Regions from separate parts of the Oryzias latipes genome. Here region 1 is linked to region 2. A link is a contact called in public Hi-C data. All regions are on one chromosome and are shown on one strand. The core of a region is the stretch at or near the end of the contact, and the rest is flanking DNA. Distances in the headings are between cores, read along the strand shown.

What was found. Hi-C and Micro-C count contacts between places; a contact is called where the count stands out from the background.
Region 1: a Hi-C map of embryo shows a contact between it and region 2, with 2.8 times the contacts expected there. The contact joins the enhancer-like site here to the promoter of adi1 in region 2. A contact is called at or near these places in 4 of 5 Hi-C or Micro-C datasets (embryo, fibroblasts and gastrula embryo).

Annotation. Positions count from the first base shown.
Region 1 is chr22:20,892,878-20,895,577 of ASM223467v1, forward strand. It overlaps LOC101162800 (ras and Rab interactor 3), which reads left to right. Exons shown (of 14, transcript XM_011490657.3): 3 at 1,224-1,335; 4 at 1,471-1,543; 5 at 2,124-2,215. Among protein-coding and RNA genes, the nearest start is that of pth2, 12 kb to the right of the region's middle. Within about 2 kb of position 1,339, at least 1 of the 8 cell types and tissues checked has an H3K27ac peak or open chromatin away from gene starts, as enhancers often do. A contact at or near this core is called in embryo, where this site is marked.
Region 2 is chr22:20,791,579-20,794,278 of ASM223467v1, forward strand. adi1 (1,2-dihydroxy-3-keto-5-methylthiopentene dioxygenase) reads right to left here and starts at 1,376. Exons shown (of 4, transcript XM_004082679.4): 1 at 1,183-1,376; 2 at 953-1,072; 3 at 694-873; 4 at 251-576. The coding sequence starts at 1,305. The coding sequence ends at 460. trappc12 (trafficking protein particle complex subunit 12) reads left to right here. Exons shown (of 12, transcript XM_023951255.1): 12 at 1-202.

The sequences.
Region 1 (2,700 bases), core at 89-2,588, 100 kb after region 2:
AGCAGATGCTGTCACTTTTCCTGTGTTTTCCGTGGTTCTTGAGTGGCCAGGCCCTGTCTCCTTAGCTAAGCTTCAACTCTTCCACAAAGACCCTTCTGGTTAGACCTCTCTGAACAGTTTGAACGTGGACCCCCTGATTCTGTCAGTTCAGGCATTGGCAGACATTGTCTAATTTAGAAGGAGAGTAAACTTGATGTGGTAGACCACTGCGTCATCCTCGGCATGGCTCTACAAAAGAGTTTACCCTCCTACAACCCCCAGTCTGCTCTGAGACCTCTGCCTGGGAGAGATGGGCCGATGGCGTGGAACTACCTTGAGTCGAGTCGCTGTGTCGTCTTTCACAGAGTTGCCTTGGGAGCAGAGTTTGGCGGTTATTTTCAGACTGCTATTGTCAGTCTCTGACTCAGTTTGAGCCAAAAAGAGAGACTGATGGTCTTTAGCAGTAGAATTGATTGATCACTAACCTGACTATAAGCCCTGAAAATCCCTGACTTTGTGCAAGTCTAATTCTAGGATTTGATGCTGGTTTATAGGCAACAATTAAAAACGTGAAATATTAATTTAGTCCACTTTTTCCTTTTGTTAGGTCACTTAAAATGTTCTATACTTGTGAAAAATAAACAATACTTTCTTCATTTTCTGTTTACAGCATTATTTGATAGCTACGTTACATTTCTACACAAAAACCGGCATCAAAGCGGATCTGAAACAATCATGACTTTCTCCTGAGATGAAGTCATGAAACCAGGAGAGCCTGCAGGGAGGGGACTCTCACACTAATTAGGAAGTATTTATCTAAACTAAACCATTTATTTCCACCGGGTTTCAAGTCCTCCATTCCTGTCATCAACAGTGTTGCTTATTAAATACTACGGTTGCCTTTAGCAGCACTGTGTCTGGATGCAGGCCTGGAGACGCTGCATTGAGGCTCTGACGCTGTCATGGCTGGAAAGTGGGAGTCAAAGTGTCTTCTTAGTGCAGTCGGGGAATTAGTGAAACTTTTATTCTAACATGTCTGAGGGAATTATTGTATGACATCTTTATACTTGCGGATACAAATCTAATGAAGATGCCAGGTCCTAACAGACAGCATGGGGCTCCGCATGGGGGTCATGTTGTGTTCGTGTGTGGGAAAAGTCACACATGGTCTCTTGTTGTTGGGTTTCACAGCTGCTGTTTCTTTTGGGACCACAAAATTTAACAGCTGCTGCTGCCTCTTGCAGATGTTCCTGGTTCACAGCACAGACGGACAGGCGACGGCGGTTTCTGTACGCCTTCCGGAGGAGCAGGGAGCGCCGCGCGTGCTCAGCCTGATGCTCACACAGCACAGGGACTGTATGTGCTGCACAGCGAGCAGCTTCCTCTTGTGACAGCTGCAGCTCTATGTGTCACTGAACAGCGTATATTTAGCTCAGGACACACAGAATACATGACTAAGTCGTTTCCTCTTTGACTCTTTTCTCATGTCAGTCATCCATTTAGAGGGTTCTGCTCTGGTCTTTGATGATATTTTTCAACTCATCCTCTTCTACTGTTCCAGCAGGTAAATCACACACAAACAAACATGCATTAACACACACACACACATTTGCATTAACACACACAAACACACACACACATGCATTAACACACACACACACAAACATTTGCATCAACACACACACACACACACACACACACATGCATTAACACACACACACACATATTTGCATTAACACACACAAACATGCACACACATGCATTAACACACACCACCAACATTTGCATTAACACACATATTTGCATTAACTCACACACACATACACATATGCATAAACACACAGACATATGCATTAACACACAGATGCATTAACACGAACACATGCACAGACACCCAAACACACACACAACTACACAAACAAAGAGACAAACGCACAAAAATAAACATAGACAAATAGATACCCACATGTAGACACAAAAACTAGTGTTAACACACAAAATAAGTGCACATCCGCACAAATGCCCATGCACATACATACACCAGCAGTATGTGTAAAATCAAAAATGTACAAAAAAACTGGACAGCATCTTCGTGATTTTTACAAAATCTTCTATGAGTTGATCTTTTTTGCTTGGTCAATCAGGGACATCTTGACCGTCTTGCTAAGATTACCTCAGGCCGTTACCACGACGACTCAGAGAGAGGAGCTGCAAGTCATCTCAGCCATGGGTGCCGGTAAACAAAAACTTCACTGTTTTCCACTGAGGTTGACGGGGAGTTCAGCAGTGAAAGGAAGAGGAAAGGAAATCACAACGGAGGAATAATGTAAAACTTTAAAATAGTTGGTAGCTTTGGCCTCTCCTCAAACATAAAAACTTTGACTTTCAGGAAACTGGAAGTCAGTGAAGTCTGTGTACTTGAACTTTGCAGGTACACAAAATGACAAAAAAATACAGCTGTCACCTCTTGTGTTACTGTAAAGCTTTGGGCTTTGTGCAAGTCTGAACCAAGAACTGTGCACATAGAAATTAAAAACGGTCGCTAAAGAATAAAAACATGTTTAATTTCAGGCAAAAGGTTGAGAAGATGGATTCAAGAAATGCCTTTAGTCTGCCCACCCTCTAATTCAGGGTCTGCAACCGTCAACACTTCTTCAACAGTCATTGGAATTCATTTCTGACTGACTTTTCTTCCCCTTTTTCTAAAGGGTGAAGAAAAGT
Region 2 (2,700 bases), core at 126-2,625:
AGTTCATGAGTCTGCGTACGAACTGGAGTCTGAGAACAAACTGGAGCTCCAGTCCTCTGAGAACAGCTGGACTCCCGCAGAGACCCCTGCACTTCATGAACCAAGCTCCACCAAACCTCTGGCTCTGTTCTCTCGGCTTCCTCCTGCTCTGTTCCAATGTTGTGCAGCATTTTTACACAATAAAAGGGTTCTGTCCAAATCATTTAAATGAATTACCCCTCCTTAAAAAAAAAAGAACACTTGGGAGAAATAAAATGACAGCAACTTTATTTTCATTTCCTGGAAAACCCTGTCATTTTAATTTTCTTTTCTGTAGTTCCTGGTCCAACGGCGGGCTAAAGGTCGGTCTTCTCAGAATGTGACCTCTAAATCATCGGGTTGGAAGAACTGGCACTGATGTGGAACAACCATGTGATGCACATGGAGGCTGATTTCTCTGTTGATGGAGGGGACCGTCCATCAGGACCCCTGCAGAGAAGACACGTACTTCTGGCGGACGGGGAAGTGGTCGGCCGGCCTGTTGTGAGCCTTCCACACCGGCTCCCCCACGAACAGCCGCATGGCCTTGGTGTAGTTCTGCAGAGACAGAGCAAGAGTCGCTGGTTCAACGGCCAACAACAAAGGGGTTCAATAACAAGGAGAAAAGAGACAAATTTTGGACAAGTCGGGATTCACGGTGACTTTCAGACCCACCGTGCGGTCCAGGGTGAAGCGGTGGTAGATGCCAGCGGGCAGCGTGATCAGGTCTCCTTTGCTCATAGAGATCCGGATCCAGCGGTCCTCCTTGTCCCTCACGTCAAAGTAAGCGCGTCCATCCAGGATGTAGCGGATCTCATCATCCGAGTGGAGATGCTCCTCGTAGAACATCCTCAACTGAGGCAGAACAGCAACAGATCAGCTCCACACGTGACGTCTGAGGGAGTGATGTATACACAGAGGGGGGCGTGGCTACCTTCTCCTCATAGTTGGGTAACGTGTCCTCGTGAATCGTGATGATGTCCATATAGGAGTAGCCTCGCTCTTGGCGGATTCTGCTCAGCTCTGGGTCGGAGTCGTACCGATCAGCATCCAGCTGCAGAGGCAAGAGTCACGTGACACGGTTGATTCCGCGTGCCGCTTCTGACGTCAGAGGGAAAGTGCAGAGTGGATGAAGGAGAGAAATGAGCTGAGTGAAGACTTTACCCTCCAGTGAAAAACTCCGAGCTCCTTCAGCTGGTCTAAGGAGACGGGCTGATGTGGGTGGAGCCTGTGCGGCTCCCTCTGATCTTCGTCAGAGCTGTCCATGTACCAGGCCTCCAGAGCCATGACTGCAGGACGATCCAGGATTCTGTTCAGCGCGTGACTGGGACAGCACTTCCGCCGATGACGTCAACACGTCCCACTGACGCTCACAGCGCAGCCTCCCGCCCCGTTGTTTGTCTAGTCCAATCAAATTGCGCTGCGTTTACGGAAAGATTTGTAGATTAGTTTTTGTTTAGCCTTCGCAGTTTAATGTCGGTAACGATAGTTTAGTTTTTGTTCAATATTTCTTCTTTGTTTATTCTTCACACCAGGAGTCCACGTGCGTGGACGTTTTGGGTTTTATCACCACAGTAGCTCATTTTACTTTACTGGAGAGCCGTGACTCCTGTGTTCAGAGGGGTGGTTTACATTTTTTTTAAATAAACTTTATTAACAAATATTGCATATACAAAATAACAAACATTGACATTCCACACTGTGCAAAAGAACGGAATAGGTCTCTGGTTTCAGTCTTCTTCTTTCTCGTTCGGCTTTTCCCATCAGGGGTCGCCACAGCGAAACAATCTCTCCTTCGAGGATGAGTCGCACGTTTTACGCCGGCTGCCCTTCCTGACGCAACTCTCTCAATTTAACCGGGCTTGGGACCGGCACAGAAGCAGAGAGGGGAACAGGGAGCAGCCCAGATTTGAACCCTGGGTTCACGGACAGAAGGCGCCGCAAACTAGCACGAGCTGAACTGGCTCCCTTAGGTTTCTAGTTTCAGTATCCCTCCCTAAATATTAAGGGATGTAGGTGGAATTAACTTTCTGCTGAAATATGAAAATGGCCTGAAGAAACTGCCAATCAAACTTTATGCCTTTCATCAACAAGTTTATTGTACTGAAAACTAATTTGGACGGACAGACGCTTACGATTGCAGATTTACCAAACAGCTTCATACGAAGATTGTTTGTCAAAGAACTTTTTCAAACATCCCATAAAAAAAAACATTTCTAAACACTTCTCTAAAGAAGATTGAATTCAGATTACATTACATCATTCATTAAATTTTCTATTTTACCAAAAGTAAAAGAATCGTTTTAAAAATAATTAGGGATATTTATCCTTCCAGGGAATTTTTGAGACTTCATTTTGGGTTTAAAGAGAACGGCTGCAGTTTTTGTGTAACCCTTGTGATATCCTAGGCACTTTAACATTGGGAGTTGGGTCATCTAGACCCACTAGACAGTGCTCTGAATCTTTTTTCTTCAATGATTTGTGATCTTCACTGGTGTCCATGGATTACATGAAATCTTTCCACCTTTATCCACCTTTGTCATGGTAGGGAGAACACGTCAATGTAAGGGTGGTGTCATCTAAGATAGTACAAGGGCTAAGAAAGCACAAGGGTGAACAGTAATACAGATTTATCAAGCAGGAATAAGGCTAATAAAGATTAGCGTCTAACTTGTCATGCAG